2 separate regions of the Sus scrofa genome follow, and region 2 is linked to region 1. Evidence: chromatin contacts called from public promoter capture Hi-C data. All regions are on one chromosome and are shown on one strand. Each heading gives the region's core, a stretch centred on a gene start, on an enhancer-like site or on the middle of the called end of the contact. The rest is flanking DNA. Distances are from core to core; before and after follow the strand shown.

The links. Promoter capture Hi-C pulls out the DNA fragments that hold promoters and counts their contacts.
Region 2: a contact with region 1 is called in a promoter capture Hi-C map of liver, with 3 times the contacts expected there. The contact joins the promoter of MRPS11 here to the promoter of DET1 in region 1. A contact is called at or near these places in 1 of 5 promoter capture datasets (liver), 5 of 47 Hi-C or Micro-C datasets (embryonic fibroblasts, fibroblasts, liver and 1 more) and 1 of 2 datasets of contacts at active chromatin or transcription factors (alveolar macrophages).

Annotation. Positions count from the first base shown.
Region 1 is chr1:191,259,369-191,267,154 of Sscrofa11.1, forward strand. DET1 (DET1 homolog) reads left to right here and starts at 4,081. Exons shown (of 6, transcript XM_013993479.2): 1 at 4,081-4,226.
Region 2 is chr1:191,318,728-191,326,513 of Sscrofa11.1, forward strand. It overlaps MRPS11 (mitochondrial ribosomal protein S11), which reads right to left and starts at 3,183. Exons shown (of 6, transcript NM_001244528.1): 1 at 2,847-3,183; 2 at 2,597-2,719. The coding sequence starts at 2,911. MRPL46 (39S ribosomal protein L46, mitochondrial) reads left to right here and starts at 3,263. Exons shown (of 4, transcript XM_003121860.4): 1 at 3,263-3,523; 2 at 5,085-5,271; 3 at 6,022-6,195. The coding sequence starts at 3,296.

The sequences.
Region 1 (7,786 bases), core at 2,831-5,330:
TAAGAAAGATGACATACAGCTTGGGAAAGCATGTGGAGAAGTAAGTGCAAATTGGTACAACATTTTTGTAATTAGCATTCACTTTTAAAGCTTGTAAAATGCGGAGTTCCCATCTTAGTTCAGCGGAAACAGATCTGACTAGTATCCACGAGGTTGCACGTTCGATCCCTGGCATCGCTCAGTGGGTTAAGGATCCCGTGTTGCTGTGAGCTGTAGTGTAGGTTGCAGACGCGGCTCGGATACATGTTGCTGTGGCTGTGGCGTAGGCTGGTGGCTACAGCTCCAATTCAGCTCCCAGCCTGGGAACCTTCATATGCTGTGGGTATGGCTCTAAAAAGAGAAAAATAAATAAATAAAATAAAACTTATAAAATACCTAAATTTTGACCTAATAACTTTACTGTTAAATATATGTCATATGTTTATACTTGTGCCCAAAGTTGTATAGAGAAGATTATTCATTGAGGTAGCTCATAAAGGTGAAAATTGTAAGAAATTAAAGGCCCAGAAATAGGAGTATAGATAAATCATGGAACATTCATACTATGGAATAGTGTGCATGAGTTAGATGTCTGTGTGCTGACATAGACCAAGCTCCAAAACATACGACAAATGGAAAGATGAAGTTGTAAAATAACATATAAGGCAATGTCCACTCCTGTCAGAAGAATAAAATGAAGCAAAATCCTATGTATAGATCTCTGTGTTCACCCATTTATAACAATACTGTATAGAAAGGCATGGAATAATAGACATACATTTACTACAGTGGGAGAAGTGGGATCGAAGTGAAGGAGTCACTTTTTCTTTTTTGGTCGCACCCAGGATGCATGTGGAAATTCCAGGGTCAGGGATTGAACCCATGCCACAGTAGCAACCCAAGCCATTGTAGTGACAATGCTGGATCCTTAACACTTTGTGCCACCAGGGAACTCTGGAATTTCACTTTTTATTTCTATATTATTTGCAGTTTTCTAAGAGTGAAGTGTTCCTCTATTATTTGTGTAATTGAAAGTTTGCATATGTGTGTTCATACATTTTTTTATTTGCTTTAAAAATTCGTATAGAAGTTCTCTTGTGGTGCAGCAGATTCAGGATCCAGTGTTGTCACAGCAGCAGCTTGGGTTGCTGCTGTGGTGCAGGTTTGATACCCTACCCAGGAACTTCTGCATTTTGCAGGCGTGGCCAAAACAAAAATTTGTGTAAAAATTGGGTCTTTCACAAACGCAATGGCTTCCCCAACCCCTAGGATACCCATTTCACAGATAGGAAAGCAGGCAGAGAAAAGTGACTTGCCAAGGCCACATAAACCAGTGGCAGGATCTGAGGATGGAGCTGATGTTCACAAAGAAGTTATATCTGGAGTTCCTGTCGTGGCGCAGCGGTTAACGAATCCGACTAGGAACCTTGAGGTTTCGGGTTCGATCCCTGGCCATACTCAGTGGGTTAAGGACTTGGCGTTGCCATGAGCTGTGATGTAGTTTGCAGACGTGGCTCAGATCCCATGTTGCTGTGGCTCTGGCGTAGGCCAGTAGCTACAGCTCCTATTGGACTCCTAGCCTGGGAATCTCCATATGCTGCAGGAGCGGCCCTAGAAAAGGCAAAAAGACAAAAAACCAAAAAAACAAAAAACAAAAAACAAAAAAACCCCAAAGAAGTTGTATTTGTTAGTCTGGGGTGGTAGCACAGGAGTATGAAATGTAATTTCCATCCTCAAGGATATACAGTTTTACTGATAAGACAAATTCCTAAGAGTCCAGGACAATGCGGTCAGCATGGCAAGACACGAGTTAACATTTTTTGAGGCTAAATATGCATCAGGCAGTGTTAAGAGCTTTACATGCTATAACTAATTTTACTCCCCACTGATTCTATGATACAAGTACTATGATTGTTATCCCCATTTTACAGCTGGGGGACCGGGGTACAGCAAGTAACTTGTAAGTGGGAAGTATTGGAGGCTGAACTGACAATCTTGCTGCAAAACTCCCCCCCTCACCTTTTTTTTTTTTTTAAAGAATGGGCTTTTGAGGAAAACTTACAAACCAAGGGTCAAAAGAGAAGGCATGCCCCCATGCTCCTGTAACCCCCTGGGATGACATGCCAGGAGTAGGGCAATATGGACCTACATTTCAGGGAATAGAGCTCCTCTGCTGCTCTCACTTTTGTGGATCAAGCATGAGAGCAAGCTAGAAATATTTAAGCTTCTGGGTGCCGGGCATGCTGCAGGGGAGCATCGGCTTTTGCTGCTGTTGCTGTTATGGACAATTTCAAACCAATACAAAAGTAGGGAGACAAATATGATGAATTCAATGTCCCATGTTGTTTTTGGTCTAAACCACTCCACTTGACAGGAAAGGAAGGGTCTCCTTGAAGAAACTGGGGGCACTTGGGAGTTCCCATCGTGGCGCGTGGTTAATGAATCCGACTAGGAACCATGAGGTTGTGGGTTTCATCCCTGGCCTTGCTCAGAGGGTTAAGGATCCGGCATTGCCATGAGCTGTGGTGTAGGTTGCAGAGGTGGCTCGGATCCCACGTTGCTATGGCTTTGGTGTAGGCCAGTGGCTACAGCTCTGATTAGACCCTTAGCCTGGGGACCTCCATAGGCCGCCGGAGTGGCCCTAAAAAGACAAAAAAAAAAAAAAAAATGGAGGAGCTCCAGAAAGTGTTGCCTCCCCCTTGGTGGGCAAGAGTGGCAGTGGGAGGGGTGAAAGGGTGCTGGAGTGATCCCTGAATTAGGCATCACCTGACAGTCTGAATGGAGAAGTGGAAGGCCAGTACTCCACTCAGAGCTGCTCCATGGCCACCCCAGCAAAAAAGGTGGGGACAATCTGAAATTTAGACTTCCTTCTTCTTCTTTTTTTCCCCCTCTACTTGAGATATAGTCTGTACACCATATCTTCATTTCCAAGAAGAGGAAATCAAGACTGAAGTCAGTACCCAAGAACATTCAGCTTGGGAATGTCAAGACAGGCCAAGAACCCTATCTTTGTTTCCTCTTAGCCATCCTACACCTTCAAGTCACTTATCTTCCTTGAGCCTTGATCACTCATCTTCCTTGATCCTCGGTTTCCTTATCTGTAAATACCAATAAACAGTTCTTCCTCATAGAGGTGCTGTGAACTCTGTGGGCAGAGCCATTCATTTATGGGTTGGGTCTTTGTCAAGCACCTGAAAGATGCCAAATCCTGTTCTAGGGGAGGCTAGAACAGAAAACAGGACAAAACCCCTGCTCTCATGGAATTTACATTCTAGTGGGGGCAAGGGAAACAGAACAAAGAAAGAAATTAAAACAAGAGAAAAAACAGGGTAATATCAGATAGTGATGAGTGCTTGAAGAAATAGCATGATGGTGGTGGAGTGAAAGGAGTCAGGGAAGCCTTCCTGAAGAGGTGACATTTGCTTTGAGGTCTAAATTATCTGAAGAGGAAGACACAGGGAAATCTGGGGGCAGGTTGTCCAGAAATAGGACAAAGCAGAGGTTTTGAGGGAGAAACCAGTTTGTAAGAGACAATGAGATAATGTAAGTGAAAGTCAATTAAAGTTTTCCAGGATTAATGTAGTGCGAGATGCTTTTACTATACATCCACCGTGTGCTAGTTAATGTATTGGGTACAGTGTTCAAAGATCAGTATTTATTTATTTATTTATATCTTTACTGGCCATGCCCGGGGGCATGTGGAATTTCCCGGGCCAGGGATTGAACCCTTGCCACAGCAGCGACTGAGCCACAGTAGTGACAAAGGCGGGATCATTAATGGCTAGGCCACCAAGGAACTCCCAGTTCCTGTCTTTAAAGTGCTCACTGTCTAGGAGGAGACAACAGCTGGTGAAATGGTGCATTTAATCAAGAGACGAAAAATTAATTTTTATTCATGTTTTTGCAAATGCGTCCAGCGGGTGCAGAGACATGACCTTAGATCACCGAGATGCCAGGTTAGGGCTCCTGGTTCAATTTTTCCTTTGCAGCCACTGAAGATAGAGGATGGCTTCTATCCTCCTCCCAACACTAGAGTGCGCTGTAACGTCGCTCATTGACAGCTGGACTTCACCGCGCTCTCCCCACTTCCCTTCTCGCTGCACTGAGTTTCCGGTGGCTCTCGGAAGCCGGGGCCCATAGGTGCAGACGCCGGGTTCCGAGGCATGGCGGGGGCGGGGCCGGGGGAGGCGGACGCTGAGCCGGTCCGGGGGTGCTTCGCCCCGGCCGTTTGAGTCCAGATCGCACAGGTGAGGACTTCTCCTTCCTTGGTCCAGCCTCCAGACCCGCCAGGCCCTAGCCAAGGCCTCCTCGGGTTACCGCCATGGGATTTCCCCCTCCTCGCATGACTCCGCGGCCCCCGCCCTGCTTCAGAATTCTCTTCCTATCGAGGCCCCGCCCCGGGCTTTTCTTTCCGGTGGCGCCCCCTTGGGCCTGTGTACCCGCCCCTAGCTACCCCTTGAAGTTTTAGGCAGCCGACTGAAGGAATTGAGGTTTGTGAGCACCTGCCTGTTTGCGGAGAGACCCAAGAGGGGAGGTCTTACTTAGCACCGCTCAATGAGTTGGTGGCCCAATTTAGCCAGGCTTTCTTCTTTCATTTCATAGATAACGTATTAAACACATGCTTATAGACCAGTCGCAGTGCTTGGCTCTGAGAAAACTAAGGTAACTAAAAGTAGGCATGGTTACTTACTGCCTGGAGATGATAGATTACAGGGGAGTCCAATATTAAACACCTAACCATACAACTAAAAATTCAGATTCAAATTGTGACAATGACTATGGAGAAGAACAGTAAAAGTAATGGTAAAGTAAAAAAAAAAAAAAATCTGTTTTAGAAAGGATGGTCAGAGAAGATTTCGTGAAGGAGATGACCCTTGAGCTGCAACTTGACAAGTATGAACAGGCTAGAGGAAATATATTCTAGGCTGAGGGAACAGCCCCAGTGAATACTTGAGTTGGCAGAGAACAGCGTTCAGGAAAGGAGGCTTACTGTGATGGGCACACAGAATAAAATGTTTGTGTACTGGTAAGGTACATCTAGGGCCATAGGCGTAAGTAAAATTCAGAGATGGAAGTTGCAAGCTGTGAAGGAGAGGTATGACTAACTGGTATATTGGGATTTTATCTGGTAGAGAGGGTGAAAGACTTTTCTAAGGAAGTGATGATTAGGTTGATACCCAAAATAGGTGTTAACTTGGCAGAGTGAAGAGAAGAGCCTTTAGATTGAGGTTAAGAGGACATGTCAGGGTTCAGAGGGAGGAGGTAGGACACCTGCTGAGGAAATGATTAGAGTTAAATGGGAGAAGATGAGGATGGAGAGTCAGAGCTGAGACCTTTGAGGCGTTTGTTTGGCATGGTGAGAATTTTGATCCTTTTCATTAAGAGCAATGGGAAAATACTTGTTTTAATCCATAGGAGGAGGGATGTGCTCACAAAAGCCTTTCGAAAGATCACTCTGGTTGTTCATGGATTAGGAGTGGACAGGAGTGGATTTAAGGAGACCAATTAGGAAGTAGTTGCCATAATGTAGACATGAAGTTAAGAAAATTTGGGGTAAGAGTGCTGGCAGGTCATGATAGAAAGAAGGTGGAGCATTAGAGGATGTTTAGGAGGTAAAATCTCCAGAGTTTGGTGACTGATGAGGTATGGAGGCAGAGGGAAAGAGCTATCAAGGGAGACTCAGGTTTCTGGTTCCTTTTAGCAGATGTGGCTGTATCGTTTACTGGAATAGAAAAAGGGTAGAGGGGTCAGCTTTTGGGAAAAATATCATAAGTTACTCTTTCTTCCTTACTTCTACCTGACTAAAAGAGCTTTCACTGTGCTTTTTCTATGTTGTTTAAAAAAAAAAAATTTTTTTTAAACAAATTTTTTTTTTTTTTTTTTTGGCTGCTCCAAGGGATATGGAGTTCCTAGGTCAGGGATTAGATCCAAGCCACACTTACGAACTAAGCTGCAGCTGTGGCAATGAAGGATCCTTAACCCACTGAGTGAGGCCAGGAATTGAACCGGTATTCTCATGGATACTAATCAGGATCTTTACTGCTGAGCCACAATGGGAACTCAATTTTTTGAAGGTTTTTTTTTTTAATAATAATTTTTTTTTAAAGAATGAAGCATCTACTTTGCCTAAAATGATCAGTGGCTTTTTCTGATTCGAATAGCTAGCATTCTTTCTCTGACTCAGTTATATGCAGTTAGTCTGCTAGGTGGTGTCTGATGCCTTCTGCTGTGCCTGGGCCTTACAAACCTGTCTCATTCCATTCTGCTCTCCCTCTCTGACTCCAAGCCCCATCTTAGGTTGACAGAGTGCCAGGGGCAGAGGTTTCCTGGGCAGTAATTGAGTGAGGCAGTTTTGTGCATTACTTGGTTTTTTAAAATGCCTAAACCTTAATAGTGTGTTTTGGGGACTGTATCAAAATAGTCACATCAACTATGTCACTTTTAGAAGTAGTAGCTGTATAAAACTCAATATCGTGTTTATTGTTCAGGAGTGGGGGATTTTTCTCACTGTATCATGCCAGGGTCCTTTGAGAAAACTCATAAGAGAGATTTCCTTTAAAATCCAGTGCCGGGTAGTTCCCATCGTGGTGCAGTGGAAATGAATCCGACTAGGAACCATGAGGTTGCAGGTTTGATCCCTGGTCTCACTCAGTGGGTTAAGGATCAGACGTTGCTGTGAGCTGTGGTGTAGGTCGCAGACACAGCTGATCTGGCATTGCTGTGGCTCTGGCCTAGGCTGGCTGCTGCAGCTCCAATTAGACCCCTAGCCTGGGAACCTTCATGTGCCGCGGGCGCGGCCCTAAAAAGCAAAATAAATAGGTAAATAAAAATGAATAAAATTTGTTCCAGGATAAAAAGAAAATATGGGACAAGATTTAAAAATAAAATAAAATCCAGTGCTGGGAAATGCTGTGCTTCTTCCAAGCAGCTGTTATGTTTTTATCTTATTGGCAGTGCAAATTCTGCAACTGATTGTATTTTCCTGTGCCTTATTGGCTGAGAAAGAGCCAAATTAGAAGCTTGACAGTTCTGCAGGTCCTTGTGGTATGCATTTCTATGTACTCCAAGCTTCATTTTATTGCCCTACCTTTGTTTTTTCTTGACAAGGATTGTTTTCTAATTTAAGAAAGAATTCTAAGTAAGCACACATAATACTTAGGAAACATATACAATTTTAAGAGAATAACAATACAGTGAATTCTGATTCAAGAAAAAAAAGTACAGTTGGAGTTGGCTTTGTGTCCCCAATTTCCATCCCATTTCTTACTTCCTTAGAGTAACCACTATTTTGAGTCTTAGGTTTATAATACTCTTGCTTTTTTGTAATTGTATACTCTATATATTTTATTCTTAGACAAAAATTGTTTGAAACTTATTTAAAGGCAATCACATTGTATGTACTCTGCTGCTTGCTTTCTTCATTCAACACTGTGTCTGAAATTCATCTGTGTTGTTATATATAACTGTAGTGCATTAACTCACTGCTTTATAAGATTGCACTGTATGAATATGCCTGGAGGAATTTATCTAGTCTACTGCTGATGGGCATTTGGAATGATGTCAGTTTTTGCTGTGGCTAGCAGTCCTGCTACAGGCATCTTTGTATGTCTCCTGTTATATATGTGCAGGCATTTCTCTAGATCAAGATTTGTCAGCCTTGGCACAGCTGACATTTTGGGCCAGATGTGGGGGCTGTCCTGTTTACCATAGGGTGTTTGGCAGCATCCTAGCATTCTCTTTGCTGGACACCCATAGCACACCATCCCTCCCTCCCAAGTTATGACAACTAAAAATGTCTCCATATATT
Region 2 (7,786 bases), core at 1,933-4,432, 58 kb after region 1:
GTCTTTGACCTGTGCCATAGCTCGCAGCAATGCTGGATCCTTAACCCACTGAGCGAGGCCAGGGATCGAACCTGCATCCTTGTGGATACTACCTGAGTTCATTAACCACTGAGCCACAACGGGAACTCCAAGGCCAAAAATTTTAGTGTTCTTTTGGTCCTCTTCTTTTTTTTTTTTTTTTTTTTTTTTCCGTCTTTTTAAGGCCACGCCTGTGGCATATGGAGGTTCCCAGGCTAGGGATCTAATCAGAGCTGTAGCTACCCACCTAGGCCAGAGCCACAGCAATGCTGGATCTGAGCCACGTCTGTGACCTACCCTACAGCTCATGTAAACAACAAATCCTTAACCCACTGAGCAAGGCCAGGGATCGAACCCGCAACCTCATGGTTCCTAGTTGGATTCGTTAACCACTCAGCCACGACAGGAACTCCTTGGTCCTCTTCTTTTCTCACATCTTACATTAACAAACGCTGTTGGTTCCACTTTCTAACTGTATCAATCTGACCATTTATACTGCCTCCACAGTTGTCACTCTGGTCCAAGCCACCATCATTTCTCACCTAGATTATTATTTCAATAGTCTTCAACTGCTTAGGAGGCTTCTCCCAGCTTCTGCCCTTGTGTCCCTACAGTTCATTATCAACATGACAGCCAAAGAGACCGGTTAAAATGTAAGCATGATCATGTCAACCCTCTAATAAGAATTCTCTATTGGCCCCCCCATTTCACTCAGAGTTAAATCCTCATGATGGCCCACAAGGCCAATAGGATGCAGCCTTGAGTGCCTATTGCAACCCTCACCCTCTTGCCCCACTTTCTATTCTTACTCTTTACCCTACCCTGGCCTTGCTACTGCTCTCAAACACTAGACACACTCCTACAATCTGCCATACTTGTTTTACTTGTTTTCTATTTACTGCCCCCATCCACTTGAAGTTCTCTGGTGTCACAAGACATGTTTCCTTGAAAACTCCATCTTGTCCTTCTTTACTTTATCCCATCTTCTTGTCTTACTTTATCCCATCTTCCTGCTTTGAAAAACAGTCACAGTACTGGTAAATGACTTAAGCTTAAGAACAAAGACCTGGAGTTCCCGCTGTGGCGCGCAGCGGTTAACGAATCCTAACGAATCCGACTAGGAACCATGATGTTGCGGGTTCAATCCCTGCCCTTGCTCAGTGGGTTAAGGATCCGGCGTTGCCGTGAGCTGTGGTGTAGGTTGCAGACACAGCTCGGATCCCGTGTTGCTGTGGCTCTGGCGTAGGCCGGTGGTTACGGCTCCAATTGGACCCCTAGCCTGGGAACCTCCATATGCCGTGGGAGCGGCCCAAAGAAATAGCAAAAAGACAGGAAAAAAACAAAAAAAAACAAAAAAAAACAAAGACCTAAACGCATAAGTGACTTATGTGCCTAGAGGTCAGAGTAAGAGCTTAACCTTTTACCACCTAAGCGGCTTTTTAAATAGTAAAAGAACTTATATAATAGTAAACAAACCCTGTATCATCCACCCATAGCCACTCCTCACTTGATCTCCTCTAAAGAGCACAATAAAAGCAGTGTGGTTTCTTGAGGCAGGGCTCTGGGTCCCTGAGACCTTGAGTCCCCGGTTCCCACCTTTATTTAAGATAAATGTCTCTGTGTCTTGTTTTATGTTAACTATTTTTCCTTAAGTTTCACAGCACCCGTTCTTCAGCCCCATCCTGCTGAGCTGGCCCCAGCACTCTGGAGGCAGAGATTTTTGTGTTTGGTCACCGATGTGTCCCCAACTCCTTGAACAGTGCCTGACACTGCTGAGTGACTACAACAGAATCTTGGCTTAGGCAGCTCTCCACTACTTACAGTGGGGAGTCGGCTACAGGTAAGACCCCGAACATTCTGATTCCTTCTCACCCTGCTGGCCTCATCTGCCATCACATACGTGAATACACTACATTCTTTCATGCTGCATGTCTTACACAGGCTGTTAGCTTTGCCTAAAATGACCTTTTATCTCTTCCAGTTGAACTCCCATTCAATTCAGTTCTTAGCTTCACAGTATCTTCCTAGCACTCTTGCCTGATTCCCTTAGGAGTCAGAACTCGTTCTTTCATACTTCAAAGCAACCACTTCTTACCTCCAGTATACCACTGATCAGATCCTGGTGAAAACGTTTGCAAGTCTTATCTTCCCTGGTAAACTGTGATCTACTTGTGGGGAGAAATGATTGTCTGCATTTGTATCCCCAGCACCCAGCACAGTGCCCGGCACCAAGCAGGTTCTTAGTAAATGTTTGCTAAGTGCATGTGAAGTACAACTAGCACACAGAGGCAGTGGCACTGGTGGAAAGCAGGATGCCAGTTGCTGGGGCTGAGCACAAAAAGCACCCTGGATCTTACATCAACTCTAAAAAGCGCACAATAACCTATAACCTAGTGCAGCCACTTCTCACAACCTCCCTAGGCATTATTTCCACCTTTAGACGAAAAAGGTGAGGTTCGGAGATAAATCTGCAAAAGGTCCCACAGCTGGCAAGCGTCAAAGAATTGGGAAGTCGCCGGTTCTCTGACTCTGGAGGGTAGTGTCAGTCTCCCGAGGGCTGGACACAAGTGGCCCTCACCTGAAGCTGCTGTGGCTCGGAGTCCGAGCCTCCTCCTTGTCCTCAATGTCCAGCTTGGCCGCCGCGTCTTGCAAATGAGGGGCGCTCCTGTGGATGGTGGAGGCCGGCAGTCCAGCCACGATCCTGAGGAGAAGTAAAGCTCGGTGAGATACAGGCCGAACTGCCACTGGAGACCAGGTGGCCCTGGGGACACCGGCAGCAGCACACTCCTGAGGGTGACCGTGGGCTGGGAGAAAGTAATCGTCCTTACCTGGTCTTCGGTGGCCATGCCCATGACTGCAAGAGCCGAGAACCCGCGTTTCTTACAACCTGCATGACTTGAGTTGATCCCCGTCAGCTTCCGTCCACGGCGACCAGCACCACGGTGGCGCCGGAGCGGCGGCAGCACCACGGACGCTTGTGGGGGAAGGTGCAGAGGAAAAGTTACCTGACCTCTCCTCTTGAGGAATATTAAAGATTTCTATTCTCATTTAAATGCTCTATAGTAACTATCGTTGCAAGAGCCAACTGGGAAGCACTCCTCCTTTTCCTAATTTTCTAACAAGAGTTCTTTGCCCACCCCTTCATATTGGAATGGTTCGTTCTAGTAGGTTCGGGACCGACCTCTGCCCGTCCTGTCGCTCCCGCGATGCCTTGTGGGAATATGGGATTGGCCCAGGACCCGCTGTCAGGCGCAGTGCGTTGTGGGAAGGTTGAAAGATGGCGGCGCCCGTGAGACGGACTATGTTAAGAGTGGTGAGGGGCTGGCGACGGTTTGAGGGTCCTTGGGCCCATAGTCTGGGTTCTCGCAACCTGGCCCTTGCGGTCGCACCTTCGAGCAGTAGCTCTCCATGGCGCCTGTTGGGCGCGTTGTGCCTGCAGAGGCCACCGCTGGTCACAAAGCCGCTGACCCCATTGCAGGAAGAGATGGCGGATCTGCTACAGCAGGTGGGATTGAAATGTGGGTCCTGGCTTCAGGGTGAAGTTGGGGAAGCAATAGAGGCACGCTAGCCAGGTTCCAGTTATGATTATGGTACCAAGTTAGTTTGTGTGACTTTGGGCAAGTCACTTTTTTGAAGTTCAGTATACTTACCTGCAAGTAGTACCTACCTTACTAACTTGGTGTAGTACGTAGTAGGTTTCTCTAAAAGGTAGTTCGTTTTCATTGATCTTCTCTATAGTCATCTTAGGCAACTCTTTGGAAATGTTCTCTTTCAACACACAGGGATGCCATGGTGAATAAGATGGGTTCGGTCTCCATCATAGGTAGTTGACAGTTTGGAGAAGAAAAACTCTTTGTGATGTGACGAGTGTTAGGAAAAGGCAAAAGGCTCATATATAACATAGCTTTGATAAAGTCTACTTGTGTGAGGGGCAAGTGAAGAAACATGGGCAAAAACGGAGAAGTGGCTATGAGGGTCTTAAATCCCTATAAATAATTATTAAAGGAAACTATGTTTACCCATAACCTGAGATGTTTTTGTTTTGGCTATCAAGAGGTATAAACTACACTTCTGTGCTTTTTACTTGGTCTGTTTATTTATTCTGCAGATATTTTGTTAATCACTTCACAGATAATCATTTAGCACCTGCTTTTTACAGATTTTGTGTTAAGTGCTAGGGATGCAGTGGTGAATAAGACAGACATGGCTCTGGTTTTCAGAGTGCTTCAGTCTGGGGGGGGATAATCAATAATAAAATAATCACATGACTATGGAACTGCAGGATCTGTTAAGTGTTGTAAAGGAAAACACAGGGTATTGTAAGACTGTTAAACAGGGACCTTTAATTTGATTTTAATGGGAGGTGTCATCTTTCTTAAGAAAGTGATATTTAAATTGAGATCTGATGGGTGAGTAGGAATCTCCCAGGAAAGCATGAGGGAAAATATTCTAGGGAGCAAGAATCGCATCAGCAAATTCCCTATGGCAGAAATGTCCTTGGTGAGTGAGATTCTTACCAAAAAATGGCATGACTGGAGGGTGTTAAGTGGGCAGGCAATGCTTTTATTAGGCAAATTTTCTTTATGGCAGTCTTGACCTCCAATCACATTCTAACATTTTGGCAAATATAACTCAACCCCAAAGTGCTGGCGACCTTTTTTCTTTTTCTCTTTTCTCTGTAGTGTTGTTTTTTGTTTGTTTTTATTTTTTGCTTTTTAGGGCCGCACCTGTGACACATGGAGGTTCCCAGGCTAGGGGTTGAATTGGAGCTGTAGCTGCCTGCCTACACCACAGCCACAGCAACGCAGTATCCGAGCCACGTCTGCAACCTACACCACAGCTCACAGCAACGCCAGATACTTAACCCACTGAGCGAGGCCAGGGATTGAACCTGCAACCTCATGGTTACTAGTCTGATTCATTTCCTCTGAGCCACAACAGGAACTCCTCTCTGTAGTGTTTTGATTGCACGTCTGCTTATGTTGGGTGGTAAACTTCTAAGTCTGTCAAGTGTGCTGTAGCTCTGTTTTATTCTGCCTGTTTTTTTGTTCTTTTAATTTTCCCAGATTGAGATAGAGAGAAGCCTGTATTCAGACCATGAGCTTCGTGCTTTGGATGAAGCCCAACAACTGGCAAAGAAGAAAAGTGACCTTTATGAAGAGGAAGATGAGCAGAATATATTGCTGGCACAGGATTTGGAAGACATGTGGGAGCAGAAATTCCTACACTTCAAACTTGGAGCTCGACTAACAGGTTTGTGTTCTTTTCAGGCCGTTTAGTGGCACAGAAGAGGAGGGTATTGTTCCCAAACAAAGGATAGTTGCTTAAATCCTGCTTTGTGTTTTAAGTAACAATTTCAAATGACAAATCTTCTTTCAGTTGGGGGAAAAAGAAATTATTTTCTCTGTTCTTCACATCTACCCTGATAAAATTTTTAAAAGGTCTGTGGTATTTTTGAGTGGGAGGTAAAGGTATTGGGGTAGCCTTTTCTGTCTCCTTTAAGCCTCAGGAATGTTATCTAACTAGTTTGGGGCTGAGAGTGGGGGAAATTAAGCCTTTCCGCTAGTTTCCTGTATTTTATCTGAAATCTCTCCCAAAGCAGAAAGTTGGTTGAATTCTCTTATCCTTGTTTAACCATGAAGACTGAAGAGTAGAGAAAGTAGAGGCTGATTAAATCAGTAATAGCTGCAAAACCAATGAAAGAGTAGTGTTTGGGTATTGCTTATTTTCCACAGGCTCAAAATATTTTACGTTTTGCTTTTCAAAGGAGGAGTTCAGCATTTGGTTTCTTCTTGTTACATTTTAGTTTCTTCAAGATTATGAAACTCTATCCTGAGAGAGGTCAGATTTAGATGGCTAAGGGTTCTAATTTGATTGTGAGCTCATTGAAGGCAAAGACTGTGGTTCTACCTTGAAGGAGGATTGTAAAACTCTAATCTTCTTGGTCCTGGCAGAACACGATCCTCTTGTCTTCTGTGACCTCTCCTTTCTTTTTCCTCACAGAAGCGGATAAAAAGGATGACCGAACCTCACTACACCGGAAGCTTGATAGGAACCTTATTCTGTTGGTCAGAGAGAAGCTTGGAGACCAGGATATTTGGATGCTGCCCCAGTCAGATTGGCAGCCAGGGGAGACCCTCCGCCAAACAGCTGAGCGAACCCTGGCCACACTTTCAGGTGAGTTCCCTGCCTCCTAAACCCCATAAGACACACTTCAGACTCTGCCCAAGGATTTCCTGGCTGACTGTGGGCATGGTTTTAAGGGTTGGAGGTAGAAGGTTAATGGAAACTTTGATATTTATAAAAATTTCAGCTAGAAAAGAATCTTAGATTAAGTGAGAGTCTTTGTGCTAATGAGATTTTTAAATTTTTATTTTATTTCTTTTTAATTATTTTCTTATTTTTTATGATAGCACATTGGTTCTTTTGATGGCACAAGAGAAAAAATTCCTACACTTGTAAAAGTTATTTGCTCTATTAGACTCCATATTTTTTTTTCCATTCTTGTGTAGGTTGAGTTTTTTTTTTTTTTTTTTTTTTTTTTCCCTAAAACCTACTTTTTCATTCTCTGAATAATAAAATCCACTGTGGGTGCATTTTATTCTGAGGGGGAGGTAGGAGGTCGGTCAGTATGTTTTGACCAGGCTGTCTTAGTCACTGGCTCCTTCACAGAGCCTCTTCTATTAATTCTGAGCCTGGGGAGGTTGGTAAAGTTGTGGCATTGGTGGAGTGGATCGCCCTGGCTGGCCATCACTTCCTCTGTGGAACTCAAGGGTGTGGTCGTAGATGTCATCTTCCTCCCCCACCTTTGAATGGGCTAATGTTGCTTAGTAGCACTTCCTGGTAGGTCCTTGAATTAATAATTGCCATCATGCCTGAAGGATACAGAATTTCAGCTTCTGTTCAGGAGAACTTGTCTTCCTAATAAAGTGTAAAACACTCAGCTCCCAGTTTCCACAGCTTTGTATTCTCCATAGGAATAGGTGATTCTGGTACTCTTTCTGGTTTAATTGGCCCAGATCTTCTTCTGGGCCCAGTTGTCTCTTCACCCCGCCCCCACCTCCCCTTGTGTCCAGGGCATGTGGAAGTTCCTGGGCCAGGAGTAGAACACAGCAGTGACCCCAGCCATAGTAGTAACAGTGCTGGATCCTTAACCGCTAGGCCACCAGGGAACTCCTGGACCCAGTATTGTAAACCGGGTTTTTTGTTTGTTTGTTTGTTTGTTTTGGTGTTTTTGCCTTTTTTTCTAGGGCTGTTCCCAGGGCACATGGAGGTTCCCAGGCTAGGGGGCTAATTGGAGCTGTAGCTGCTGGCCTACGCCAGAGCCACAGCAATGCCAGATCTGAGCCCACGCCTGCGACCTACACCACAGCTCATGGAAATGCCGGATCCTTAACCCACTGAGCAAGGACAGGGATCGAATCTGCAACCTCATGGTTCCTAGTCAGATTCACTAACCACTGAGCCACGACGGGAACTCCTGTAAACTGTTTTATCATCATGGGTATAGCTATGAGGGGGTACTGCTGGCGATTTAGGTCCTACTTACCTTCCCTTCAGTGGCATTGCTGTCTTTCCATTCAGAACACCAAGGGAGTTATCCATGCCCACAGGATTGGGACTTATATTAAAATGTGGTTCAATTTTTACATTATTGAAAGCTTCATTATTTATTGTTGTTTCCTGTCATAAAAGTGATTACGATTTGCTGTTTGGTTTTCTCTTTTCCTACATTATTTTTTTCTTTTTACAGCTGCACTTGTGGCAT